Regions from separate parts of the Gossypium raimondii genome. Here region 1 is linked to region 2. The links are chromatin contacts, called in public Hi-C maps. All regions are on one chromosome and are shown on one strand. Each heading gives the region's core, a stretch centred on a gene start, on an enhancer-like site or on the middle of the called end of the contact. The rest is flanking DNA. Distances are from core to core; before and after follow the strand shown. Region 1 holds the start of LOC105794500. Region 2 holds the start of LOC105794495 (ranBP2-type zinc finger protein At1g67325).

What was found. A called contact is a pair of places that touch in the nucleus more often than the background predicts.
Region 1: a Hi-C map of leaf shows a contact between it and region 2, with 2.2 times the contacts expected there. The contact joins the promoter of LOC105794500 here to the promoter of LOC105794495 in region 2.

Annotation. Positions count from the first base shown.
Region 1 is chr3:48,066,718-48,074,091 of ASM2569854v1, forward strand. It overlaps LOC105794500, which reads right to left and starts at 4,164. Exons shown (of 3, transcript XM_052628438.1): 1 at 3,772-4,164; 2 at 3,568-3,664; 3 at 2,420-3,447. The coding sequence starts at 3,819. The coding sequence ends at 2,501.
Region 2 is chr3:47,936,090-47,943,790 of ASM2569854v1, forward strand. LOC105794495 (ranBP2-type zinc finger protein At1g67325) reads right to left here and starts at 5,096. Exons shown (of 10, transcript XM_012623685.2): 1 at 4,936-5,096; 2 at 4,614-4,659; 3 at 4,406-4,521; 4 at 3,713-3,989; 5 at 3,437-3,507; 6 at 3,043-3,088; 7 at 2,823-2,932; 8 at 2,632-2,656; 9 at 2,405-2,556; 10 at 1,778-2,128. The coding sequence starts at 4,944. The coding sequence ends at 2,126.

The sequences.
Region 1 (7,374 bases), core at 2,914-5,413, 130 kb after region 2:
AACCCCTACCGGAGGATAATTACTTCGATTATTTAGGGATTGATTGAATGTCTGGCAAACGACACTTTGAAGACTTCTCCTGAAAGAGTCGACCTCCCTTAATAAGAGTAATCTCAATATCATCTATTCCTCAAGTAATGTAAGATTTTGGGAATAATATTCACTTTATGACATTTTTACACTTTTTTTTTATAAATTTGATGAGTTTAATATGAATGGATCAAATTATCAATTATAATATTTAATATAAACAATATATTAACCAAAATTAAAATTGATCCAAAATACATTTTAATAAAAATTAAATGAGGTGTAGTAATAAAAAATAAGAGCAATAAAATTGATGTAATTAAATAATGGGGTAATGCTTGCACTCAAAGGAAAATTGATATATTGATTATAATAATACTATATTAAATCTAAGATTTAGGTTTTGTACCAAAAATGAGAATAGAAAGTTTTAGAGTATAATAGAAGAGCTTTATGAATTTTCATATCAATATCAACCAATTAAAGTTAAGGAACTATACTTGTTAAAAATTATAACAAAAATAATTTAGTAAAATATGAGGTAATCAACTAAGCAATAAAATTTTACATTCTAATAAAATGATTAAAATAGACAAATATACAATGTCCATAATGTGTTAAGGGGCATTTGGTTCAAGTCGTCTTATATTTTCGATATAATATTACATTTTGGCATAACATTCTTAACTTTGGTTTGCAAAGATTACCTTGAGCCACTAATATTACATTTCCGGTAAAGTTAAGATTTGAAATATGGGATAATTTCAATATAATTTCTTAGGTAATATAAGATTTCAAGAGGAATCTTGATTTATGAAAATTTTTTATATATTACGTAAATATATTTGTATATATTTCTCAAAAATTATTATAAGATAATATTCTAACTTAAGAAATTAATAAAATAGATAAAATTGTTGGATATCAGCGTATATTAATGAAATTTAAAAATTATGTAAAATATTTCTAATCAAAATAAAATAAAATTTAGTAATAAAATGAAAAAATTGAGATTAATGTATTCATGAGACAACATATGTAAAACGAAATATATTAATTATAATAATACTATGTTAAATCTTGAAATGAAAATGAGAATATATAGTTTGAGAGTTTAACGGAAGTACTTGATGAACTTAACATCAATATCTTTAAATTAATGTTGAAGTAATTAAACTTGTTAATAAATGGTTAAAACATGTTATAGATTTTTCTTTTGCAAATTCATGTATTTTTATTTCCGAGAATTTAGGCCTTTATTTTTGGATTACAAAATTCAAGTTTAATTGTTAACATTGTTAAAATTGTTGGTGTGATATTTTAAAATAAAAAAATACTCACTTGGTAGCAACTGAAAAAAAGCGCGTTGTCATAAACCTAAATTTAACAAAATAACCTTAGTAGTGTAATAGTTAGACTGAATTTTAAAATAAGAAAAATATATGGATTAAATTCTAAATTTACGAAAAGTATAGAGACTTATTACATATTTTAACAAAAATAAACTATAACAAGGACAATTTAGTATGATAAGCTTCTAGGTAATCTTACATTTTGGCAACCAAACAACAAAATCTTATATTCCAACCAAATTAACCAAACATGGTAATTTGTTAAATAATCTTACATTATGATAATTTTATTATCATAAATAATAAGGTAAAACTATACAGATAGTTACCTAACTATAAAAAAAATTCATTTTAGGCACCCAAAATAAAAGTTTGCAATTTAAGCACCAACGTTATATAATTCAATCATTTTGGTCATTCCGTTAAAAGCACAAATTTATTTACTATTAACATAAATATTAATATTAATATAAATTTTAAATTTATTATTATATTTTAAAATATTTATGTATTTTTATATATTTCTTTGGATTTTTAGAATTAGGATCTAATTGAGGCCATTTGTAAAATTTGAAGGTTAATTATTTAAAATTATGACTAAATTGATTTTAGATGTAAAACTTGAGGCTAAATTTGTTATTATATCGATTTTTTAACTGTCACGTCAACTTGTTATTTGTGATTTTAACGGAGTAACCAAATTGATCGAATTATGTAACATGGGTGCTTAAATTGTAAATTTTATTTTAACCTAAAATGAATATTTTTTTTGTTTTTGTAGTTGATCGGCTATTTACACTAAATAATATTATATTTTGTAATCCAATACTCCCTTACTAATATCACATTTTGTTAAGCAGCACCTTAAATAGTAAGTTAAAAAGAATGTAGCCTTTTAACTTCCGTTCAAAACATGGTAAAATATTGTTAATGTGGATAGCTCCCAAGTCCCCACCAGCAAAATGCCACGAATGACATTATTTTGTCAAATTTTTGAGTAATTAAGTAATAATTCAGATTGGAGTGAGACTCGAGTCTATTGGTTAATATATTTTTGGAAACGTAGATAATTCTTTACCGCAATGTGAACTGAAACAAGGCTTGAAGAAAATGCAAATCTAGGGAGAAGAAGAGGTGGTATCAAATGATCTTTTCCTAACAAGCAGGCAGGTAATCTTGGAAGGGTGAGCGTGGGTGTTATCAACTGTACATAACACAAAGTCCGGTCGGTGGAGTGCGAGTGGCAGCCGCTGGCCCTCGCTGAAAACCAACGTGGTCGCATCAAGGAGAACGTGCCATGAGTTTCTATGTGCCTCCGAGATCCAATGCATTGAAAGCCTAGTCGTCCCATTTACATCAGCTGGATAGGCAAAAAGCCCTTTGGGACTATGTTTACATTTTCTTCTGAAGTTTTGGCTAAGTTGTGATCCTTTAATCCTCAAATCCAACCATGTTTCTGGTGCTGAAATAACCTTTGATTCTCTCTGGCTAGCGAATTCCCTTATGTAGTCTGATTCTTCAGCAATGATTGTCAAATAATAGTTCCCTTTAAAGAAGGGGTAGCTTTCACCAATCAACATCATAGCATCCTTGTAATTTGGCATGAAAAGCACTAAATACTCATCTTCACTTAGCCCACAATGTTTCAAAGCCCTGTTTTGAGCTTGAATTTCAGGTATTGAAACGAAGTTCCCTAGGAAAGAAGTTTTCCTAGTGAGGATATCAAGAAGCCTTGAAGCCTCTAATTGAGTATTGTCAATATCTGCCATACCAGAAGTTGATGAAGATGAAAAGGACTCCCTGTTGCCTACAATCCTTGGTGATTTCTGCTTATTGTCGGTAACAACGGTCTCAAAGGACTCGTCACTGTTGGATAGACTGTCGACATCGATCATCTTTAGTCCATCTTCCACAAGTCCATTGCAATATTGAGGATATTTTGCAAAGACATATTGCTCTACATATTGCATTTCAGTGGGTGTTATGGGACCAGACCATCTCAAGTCAAGGCCTTGTAGTGTTGAGATTGCTTCAGCTACCAAATGGGCAGGGATTACACTTTGTGCTTTCTGCTTGTTAAAAGTCCGATGCACAATTAAAAGAAACTCAAATATCAAATAAAAGAAAATCTGTTTTTTCCTTTTTCAAAATAATGTTCTTAAAAGGTCAGATTAATTAAAAGAACTTGCCTTGATAACCATGCTGCTTGGTCTGCCATTTTGGCTTGGTGAATTGGGCATTGAAAGCAAGATTGATGGATCAAATTCACTTTCTGCCATATCCTAAAAAGAATCAAATTAAAACCCTTACATAAGATTTCCTTTTTCTGAATCAAAACCAATATCAAAGCAACCTGAGAGTAAAAAAGCCAATAAAAGGAGGCAAAAACCTTAGATTCTTCATGCAGAACAAGGCTTTCTTCTAAGTTCCTTTCCATGATGATGCCTATGGTCCTTGTACCATAAGCAGGCAAATCCTGCAAGCAACAAGTAAGAAGAAAAAGAAGAAGACGAAGACAAAGAAAAATAGGCAATATGATAAAGATGTGAGAGCTTAGCCTTATGTCAGTGTGGGAAATTTGTAAGATTAATTTCAGTGCAAGGGTAGGACTGAAATCGATATTAAAAGACTGCAAGGTTTAGCAACAATAAGAAGACGCCGCCAAGTGACAACACCCATGTTCCACAATATAGAATATTTTAAAATCAACTGCTTCAATTACGCCCGTAAACTCAAGCTGACTGAGACTGGCGGACAGCTAAAGCCAACCACAAGAAATAATGGAGTTTCCATCTAAATTATGAGTGTGATTTATTTATTTAAATTTAATGACTGTAAAGCAAAGGGGTTACCTAATAATAATTGCATAGGGTTTGGCACACAGTCTCGGGTCTATGTAACCTATTCTAATAATTCACCTTTGATTACAACATTGATTTGGACTAAAGGCCTAACTCTTTTAGTATCTACCAATGAAGTGAAGGAATGAAGGAACAGACAACATTGTACATATTATTTTATCTTTAAGATGGTTTGTTATGAGTCTTTTTCCCTGAATTATTATTATTATTTTACAATAGAAAGCATAAGGAATAATTGTTCTAATCGCATCCCCGAGCCAAAAATCTGGTTTCCTTTACCTTCTGTTTTTTTGTCATTTTAAGACTGTTTTCCAGCTCACTTGTTTCTCCTCCCTTGGAGGCGTCCACAAGTAGATCATCAACCGCAATGAAATGAACTTTTATCATTTAATTTAAATTTATACAATTACCCTAAAACTAATATACATCGAATTTAATATTAGAATGTAATTTTATACAACATTTCTATTTATTTACAAACTATAATCTACAACAACTATACATTAAAATAACCAAAATAAATATCAAAGAGGTCTAGGGTCAAAGAATAATTTACTCGCAAATTAAACAAGGAAGTTTAAGCATGTACTTCACGAAAATGAGAAAATAAAAACATTTGAAGATGGCGTTAATTATTTTCGTCAATTGAGTTAGGAGCAATTTGATCTCTTCTTTGAATGTAATTGATGTTAATTGTTTTCCAATTTAGGCGAGGGAAAGAAAATTGAAAAGAGGAGAAAAATGAGAGAGTGGAAAAATAGAAAATATAATTGTTCTTTCTCAACTTTTGGTAAGAAATATGAAAATTTTGAAAGAGAAAGTAATTTTCATTCTATTTATTACTTGGTGGAGTTGAAATATAAGAGGAAAGAAATTGAAACTTTTGAAATATACATAATTTTAAGTTAACATACATAACTCTCTTATTTTCTCTCTTATCATAGTATTTGAAATGATGCATTAAGATGGAAAGTTGTCATCTCTTGTAACCCGACTATCGGGTCAAATATAGGAATGCTACATTAAATATTAGAGTATTAATCAACCAAACTCTAACAAGTAAACACTCATTTCGAACCCATTTGTAACTTACCAATTCATTAATTAACCATTATCAATGTTAGTGAGGAGCCCGATAAGTTCCTTAAACATTTGAGTATTTAAAACAGTGCTTTAAAGTGAAATATGAACTTTTGCAAAAAAAAAAAAAAAAGGCACATGGTTGTGTCTACCACATGGTCGTGTAAGTCTTTAAGCCCGTGCGGCTCCAAAATTGACCAATTTTCAACACTCACACTGCCGTGTGACTAGCCCGTCTAACTCTCTAAGGCCGTATGGGCCAAAATTGAAGGAAATTTTACAATTTTTAAAATTTTACACCTTAGTCCCTACATAACAAATTTCAATTTCTTCCCAGCCCAAAACACCAATTACAGTGTAAAAGACACTCAAACACATATGCATTACCATACAACATTAATTTACTAAAATTTCATTTAAATCCTACAAAAATTACAAAGTTTGTAGCATGACCCAACATATTCAAAAACCTATGTACATGTCATTTCTACACCAAAACATAATACCTATTTTCCCGAGCTTGAGGATGTGATGAAATGAGCAACTAACGACTCCAATCAAACATGTCAAATTTAATTGTACTTACACACTAAAAATAAATGTGTTAAGCAGGTGAAGATTTAGTAAGCACTACAAGAATAAAAGAATATAACATATATATAATTTTACAAATTTATATCAAACTTTCATACATCGATATCTAACCACCTTCGGACGTACTAACATCTAGAGTAAAAATCCTCCACAAAATATATGAAAAGGCAGTATCTGCAAGTATACGGGTCAAATTGTAATATAGTTATAATGGAGTAGATGAGTACTCCAAGGATCATATCCAAGGGAGATGAGTACCAAATTAATTCTAACCCAAGCATAAATAGATCTAATTAGTACTTTAAATGAATTATATTACGATGGAATAAAAAGAAAGGTTTTTGTGATCTATACTAATAATAATAATAATAATAATAATAATAATAAATCAAATCAAATCACGAGAAATAAAATTATAGAATGTATCAAATCTGAAAATGGGTGATTAGCTTGCTTCAGTAATCTTAACCAACTGTTGCTTTAGGTTTTCTTGTTCAATCAACTAGTCGATATCCCGGCAGTATCTTTCGATCTTCCACTAAAATAACGAGTCGGTAAGAACTACTTATCCCTCAACCTTGGAGTCCAAACTGGTTCAGGGTTAAGGTGTTCAAGGATAGGCCATACCAAATTTGGGTTAATTCCCACCTTAATGACTTCTTAGGGTTGTCAGGCCTAAGGCTTAGGTTCTTCTTTTCCTGAATAGTTGATCCGTTAAGAGAACCCTACAAAATAGTTAATTAATCATACCTCCACTCGCTAATTCCTCACAGGAGGATTAGTTCCTTATGGATCTCACAAACAATATCAACTTGATAGAAATAGTAGACATGAATAATAATTCAAGAGTATAAAGTTTAGAAGAAGCCTGATTTGTACTAGAATTGAGTGCAGAATCCTCACAAAGTTTGATTATGTTTCACAAATCTAATTTCTTTCACAAAAGCAAATAACAAAAACTGAAATAAACCTATAGTCTAAGAACAGAGAAAAACTAAAGACTAAATCTAAGAAGAAAATTATACAGTATGAAAGTTGTTCATAACATGTGTTAAATGAGCGTATTTATATACTTTAGAGTGGTCATCGTCATTAACCTTAGATCAGTTGTTCTCCTCATGTTAATATTCAATTGTGTGGACCGAAATGCCCCTGACTCGTAATTATTTCCCGTACAGAGGTGATGTCGCAACATACCAAGTCATGTGTCGTGACATCGAGGGCAGTATGCTCCATCTTCATGGTTTCTTCAGGTGTGTGTCACGACATCATCAGGCTGTGTCGCGACAATAAAGGTAGTCTTAAAATTATTCTATTCTGCGCCCTATGTTGCGACATCTAGTGCTCAGTGTTACAACACATCAACCAGTATCGAGTTTAACACACCTTCTAATGGTCTCCTGCATGCTCACAAAGTATATTAGCTCGACCTTAGGCCTCATTCAACCCCTAAGGAC
Region 2 (7,701 bases), core at 3,846-6,345:
ATTTTCGTTTATATTTATCATTATATTTTGAAAATACAAGTAAAATTTTCATTCAACTCTTATATAACTTAATTTTACTACTAAACTTTTATTTTTATTAAATTTTACAACCAGTTTCGATACTTTAATTAAATTTACCACCCATTATCAATTTTGATTATTTGAAAATATAATCTACTAAAATATCTTTCAAATATTTTATTTTAATAGTTAACAATGATTTAACTTATACTAAAGATAAATTAATTAAATTAGAATTTCCATTTAATGAAGTAAAAGCTCAAAAATTAAAATACATATATCATAAAAAAACAAGTTTACTTTTATAAAATAACCATTTTCATTTGATTTTAATATTGTATTAATTAACTTATTATTTAATTGAATTAGAGTAAAATATAAAATGATCTTCATTAAGTTTGCCTTCAAATTATTTTAAATTAAAGTTGAATAGAGAAAATTCAATCAAACAAAAATGAAGCAACAAAATTTAAAATAGAGTTGAATATAATAAGAAATTTATCTTTAATTTATAAGAACAAAGACAAATACCAATCAGTGTAATATAGAGGTAAATTTTAATTTTCGCTGACCTTTATATATCAACCCTAAATTAATAATTGCATGGCTCAAAACAAAATAAGTACGATTTAAATCAAAATTTTAGTTTCTTAATTTTTCTTGCTCAGATCAAAACGTTAAATCTTTTGAGCTCAGACAGTTTATTAACTAAAATACGTAATTAATTGAAATACGTTCTGATTTAACGGCTTGTACGAATTGTAGTTAATAAACTGAGCAAATACAAAAAAAAAAAAAAAAAAACAGCCGTTAGAGATACTGGAATACGTACAGCCGTTGAAGAAACAGATTTTTTTTACAAATAAGCATCTTGCAAGATTCCGAACCCATTATGCCTCTTGCCCTCTTCTTACCAGTTGCAGTTCAAGCGTGGAAAGAATCATATTTCTAAGTTATAATTTTACTTTACACGAGCTTAGTGTCATAACTTACACCAGGAAAGATATTATTGAACAAGGTGCTTTTATGTCGGATTCATAATTCTTCTATCGGGATTTATGGCTTCTTTCTAGGACCATGAGACTTAAATATAACATGCTAAAAACTATCAAAAGGGTGGTCCTCGAACAAAACCATATCAATGTCACGACCAGATACTCTCATTTCCTCGCGCCACTGTAACTTGATGTTGTGCTCACTATCCAGTCTCATCTCACTAGACTTTCCTGACAACAACTTCAATCTCGAATGACCAAAATTACATACATGGCTACCACAAACGTTGATAACATAAAGACTGGAATTGATGCAACATCCAACACTGACAAGACGCCAGTGACTTCTCAAATCAAATACCACCACCCTCCAATGCATACTGCACACAGCTCAGTCGACCATTGTATCTTAACACCGATAATACAATTATAATGCGCAAAACAGGGGACTAAGTTCAACCTATTACAGCGCAATTGTATGATGTTTCTGAAAGATCCAGGAAAAAGAACTTTAAAAATCACAACACCGGACCTGTGTTTATACCATGCCATGAGCAAAACACATGATACAAAAATTGGCCGCTACCTCCTATAGTCGAGTACGAAAACAGTTATAAATTTCCTACCCCCAGTAATACCTGACGATAGATCTAATTAAATATTAGAAGCTGTGAACTTCTTATGCTTCTAATAGAAGCTTTGGCTAGACAAAATGACAACCCCAACACAGACAAAAAAGGAAACTGAATGAAAACTAGAAATGTGAAACTTGCAGTGTCTTTTACCCACTAGCAATATATCTAAGTTCACAGTAACATGCTCACTAGAATAGCTAAGTTGATTCCAAATTACAAAATCAACCTCACCGAAACCAGAACCAACCTGTAAATATTTTCTGGATTAAGATGGTTGACACATAATGCACCAACGATCCATAAAGACCAGAAGTACCATAGCATTAATACAAAAACTGGACACTGATCAATGAGAAGGAAGAGTAACTTGACAACCGCTGCAAAATGAGGACGACAAGACTGACTTTCAGACACCCAGATTGAGCAATGCTGGATAACTCTGGACCTTCTCAACCCTCAAACATGTCCTAGTACTCACTGGAACAGTAGACAATTGCAAATCAATGGAAAGAAAGACAAAAAAACTTCAGTAAAACCGTAAAATTCAACAATGTCTTCACCATAGAATTGTAGGAAAATATAGTAATAACGACATTTTAAAACACAATCAGATAACCCATATAATTCTTTAACTAGGAATAGTTTGAAGTATAGAACGCTAACTGAATTCGCAACGTGTACAAATGTGGGCAGCAAAAACACTAACTTCAAGTAACAAACTACATGACAAAGAAACTGCATCAGATCACAAACCTGATCATTTTCATTCACTGTTGGGGAGGGCGACTTCTTTGATTCAGCTGGTTTCTCAGCCCCACAATTTTGTCTGTTGCACTTTGTCCTAAAAGGATAGTTAATATTGCTACATTTCTCACACTTCCAGCTTCCTTCTGGCATCTTTTGTTCTGAAAAGCATGAAATACATATCCATCAAATTTCAGAAATGACATTATGATGTTTGCAAATTTAAAAGCACTTACTTGAACTTTTATCAGATTTTGGAGTCTGCATTTACAAGAAAAATTTGTTATAAGTCAAGAAATAGTTCATAACCAAAGAAAAGGAATGCAGTATTTCATATACTTTACAGTTTTCGAAGTACCAAAGGCAAATTAAGTGTCAAAAGAACAGCTACATTGCATCATTATTAAATATGTAAGTTTACAAGAACCTGAGATCCGGGCTTAGGCGTATTGCATTTCCGCATGTTACAGACAGTTCTGAAAGAGAAGTTAATATTCCCACATTTTGGGCATGTCCAATCATCATCACGAGTAGCATCTGACAAAGATTCAAAGAGAAAATAATTAAATTATTGCAAAAAATTTTCTGTAATGCACAAGATAATGGCTTCTTTGAAAAACAACAGTAGAGATATGTCATGCCTGTACCTTTTTTCTGTAATTTATCATCCGGAAAAAATCCTGGCCTTGGTCCCTGTAGTTTGAAAATGTAATTATATCATAAACTGTGACTCATGCATAAGACACTCTAGTTCCACTACAACTTATAAAATATTAGATGGTCAAAAGAGAATAGTCAAATTTAAGAACCAATCCACAGTATTCCTATAAGGGAGAAATCCGTGCCTTTGCTGAATGAGGGATGCATGCTTAATACAAATTGATAACTGCCAAGCATTGAATAAATCCAGTACACAAACCCAAACCTAGAAAATGTGCAACTACATGATGGAGAAATGATACAAAATATTAAGCTTGCAATCTTAGTTTCAAAAACCTAACAAAGAATGATCTCAAATTAGCATTAAACATCTCAACATACCATTGGAGGAGGGGCCATGGGCAACCCCAAGCCATACCGGTCCATCAAAGGGGGCACACCATACATCCCACCTAAGTAAAAAAGAAAAAAAAGCCCATAACTTACTAACTAATATGATATTAATATCATGCTTAAGGTCAATCATATATGTAAATGGGTAGTTGGGTTGCAGACAAGAAATATCAACGGGTTTTCTTGGTCAACAATTTAACTTGCAAGAGTGAATAAACAGGAAAAGTAATAGCAATTATAAACGGGAAGGCAGATTACCAATACCATTCCCTATCATAGGCCCACTAGAATAAGGGGGTGGTCCAGAAGGCATATGGAGCGGCCGAAAGGGACTGCCACCAGAAAGACGACTGCCATAATTGTAATGATAAGCCGATCCTCCAGAAAAAGGTGCTTCATATGGAGGAATAGAGGAACCATTGAAGAGGGAAGAACCATAAGGTGGTACACCGAGATACATAGAAGATGGTGCTCCAGAACCTACATATGGAGCAGATGACAAATAACTCTGTGGCGCCTGGAGAGGCTTGCCTGTAGATTTCTGAAAGGGAAAAATTACCAACTCAAGCTTTAAAAATAAATAATGGGAGAAAGAAAATGCAAAGGGTCAGTTTCTAAAGAGAGAAACAAACAGTAGAAAAGATTTACGATTTTATGATAAACAGAGTCATAAAAAAATAGGACATAAACAGACTAGAACGAAACAAGCATTGGGTATCACATAATATACTCTGGTCTTTCAGCACAGAACCAGGTATTAACTTCATTAAAAATAACTTGCTAAGCCACATATTTTGAAGAATCCGCTCTTCTATTACTAATTCTGTTAAAAAACAACTCCAATCTGAACAGAAAATCGAAACCTACGAGCCAAAACTAAAGCAATTAAAATTTCAACAATATTCAAAAACTCAGGAATATTTTGAACGCCATTGGCTAATAAATATGAAGACTTACTGAATTATGAACAGCTGGCCTGGGTTGAGTGCAATTGCGCATATTGCAAGTAGTTCTAAATGAAAAATTGACATTCCCGCAACTAGGGCATGTCCAATCATCTTCCCTACGACTGCCTACAAATTTAACCATAAAAATTCAAAATTGCCAAAATTAAACATGTTAAAAAGTACACAGAATGAAATAAAAATAAAATTAAGCGGCATACCATCGGTTCTAGCTCGCTTCGCTGCAGAAGAGTTTCTATTATCAACCTGAACCAATTGCCACCCCCAAGAAAAAAGGTTAATCACCGTAAATATGTGCATAAATCGATACTAAGCAATAATTACGAAATTCATTTCCACTTTTCGATAATAAATTGGAGAATTGAGCAGCGACAGAAAAGCACAAAAAAAAACCGAAAGAAAAGAGAATCCTAGTTTGACAAAGGGGAGTTGATTTTCAAGACAAATCTATCATTAGATCTATTAAGTTGGATGCTCGAATCTATAAGAGGGGAAATTCAGAGAATTGGAAGGGCATAATACCTGAGACATTGAGGCGGCGGCAATAGAGGGAGATATGACTGTTTCGGTGTGAAGATTCGAAACAAGAGAGAGGGAATTGGGGATTTGCCCTACCTGCGATAAAAGGGCGGTGACAAACTAACGGACTTTAAACAGAATAACCAGGGAATTTTTATGCGTGATGTGAGGGATGTAATTGAAAATTTGGTTTAAAATAAGTATAAACGGTTGCTCGCTGCTGCCCCTCTGAATTTCTGACGCCGTTATTGTGATTTGGATGGGGCCCGGTGTTTGGACTTCGGTGCGACCTTTGCCTATTTTGGATGGTCCATGTACTCTTTCAATTAGCATGCCTCGAATTTATTGGTCAAGGTTCAATTGCTTTTAAATAATCTTATTGATCATATGTGAAACATAAATTAATTGGGTATGAATTAAAATATATTAGGTTAATTATTTAAAATATTTAAAAAATTGTTTTGTATAGTTTGATTGCAAGGTTTTTTAAAAATAAAAGTCATAATCATTAAAATGTCTTATTTTTAATTTACATGTACAATATTATAATGTGAACAGTAAAATCATTTTCTTAAAATCATAAAACAAATTCATAAATAATATTGTCACATAAAAGAGAGAGCATATATAATTCACTAAGGCTACATTGGGTGAAAAGAACTAGAAATGATTAATGAAAAGAATTTATGGTTATAAAATGCATGAATTTGACAATTTTGATCAACTTGAGAAATGGTAATTGAATATTACAATGTTACAATATTACAATCGATATATATGATCATGCTAGTTTCAATGGCCATTTGATATCTTGAGTAGCCTAATATTGAATTGATATGTTAGAAGCTCTGGTGGTTATGTTTGAGCTTATTAAGTTGAAGCTCCAAGTAAGTTGGCATTCATGAAGCCAAATTTCCATTTAACCAATGCTTAGATTGATATCAAATTTGCTTTTCATGATGTCTTTGAAGTATCGCCAAAGCATGTTTTATGTTACTATGTTTAGAGGTGTTTTTGGTAATTGTTTTTGATGTTTTGATTCCTCTAAATTCAAGTTTTGGTAATAAGCCTTTGGGTATCAAAACAAGTGATTTTCAAGTCAATGTTTGGCTCCAAGGGTAGAGGTATTGCACTGTTCTGAGCCCTTTTGGCATTTTGAGCCCATTTTGAGATCCAAACACCTTCGATCAATTTCTAACCATTTGTAAATGATTTTAAATTTTTTCTAAAGCCTCTTAAACATCTAAAACTTGAATAAATAATTTGTAAAAATGTTTTATAAGTCATGACTCCTAAATGAATCCAAGGTTTCTTTCTTGTATATGTTCTCGTGGCTTCTCCCATTCGTACTAGTCATCAGGACAGGTGAGGGGTGTTACAACTCGAGTTAGTTTCTAACCCATATAGGGAATTAACTTTCCCCACTTGAAAGCTAAAGTTTTCATTGTATGTTCAGTTCGTGAATTAAAGTTCACTCTCTAAAAAAACCAAAGGTTCAAGATAAACAGAGAAAATCATGTTGGTTGATAGCCAGGAATAAACTAAATGTAACACCCTTCACCCCTCCCAACATACGGTATGAAAGAGAAGTGCTATCGAAACGTTTCCATGACAAAAATCCTATTTTAATTAAGAAATTAAAATTTTAAACATTTTTATAAAAACATAAAAATAGATAAAATCAAATTTAAAACTTTAAAATCATGTTAAAACAAATTAGAACAAATTTGTAGGTGTTAATGTTGGATCTGGTGTCCTAAGTGTAGTATATTCGTTTGTAAACTTATAATTTTGTCGAATAGATTGGTTAATAAAATAATTAATGGATTACATTAATATACTTTGTATAATTATCCTCATGTGCTTTTTGCATGCAAAGAAAAATAGAAGCAGATATTGGCTTACATGTTGTCTAATTTTTAAACTAATACTAAACGATATTATGTAGTTGGATCGTATTACATAAAGACAACTTATATTAGTATACGGACCTAAACATGTCCTTAGTCTAATTAGAAGTGAGCAAACTGATTGAAAGACTAATATGTCGTCTATCAAGTCCAATTGGGGAGATGCCTTGCCTTTGGCATCAGAACAGATGAATCCTAGAAAATAGAGACATAGATGTAACCGACTGGACTGATAGTACATCGGACTGGACCAAGAAGAATAGATCCTGAATTCTTTTATGGATTTATTCCCTTCTAATGTTCAAAGTGTGGCATACCTTAATCCTGAGTGGATGACAAACTATGTATGCATGACTCGTATACTTTGATATAAGTAAAAGTCTGAGTTTAAATAGATAAGGAACCAAAATTTGGTGCGTTGGGTATACGACTTTTACAGTATGTAGAATCATTCACAATAGTGGAATTCATAGTTCAAATGATATCCACCCATTAGCATTACATGGTTGAGGAAAAGTAAACGTAGCCGTGGGTCGTTCGTCTTTGTGATGAATGACTTGATTACTATTTTATAGTAATTGACTTTTCATGAAGGAAGATGTAATGGTTACCATGAGATAAAATAGGATCATATTGGGAGAATGAATTTATCCCAAAGAGATTAAGGATATCCTATGAGGGGAATACACTTATGACAAAGTTATTGGACGAGCACTGTAACACACCTTACATATCTCTGTCGCCGGATTAGGGTTATAATATGCTACTATACAAAACAGAATAGAATCATGCTATATCAGATCAAAATATTCCTATACAATTATTAATTATATTAAACACAATTAAAATCATACCATTC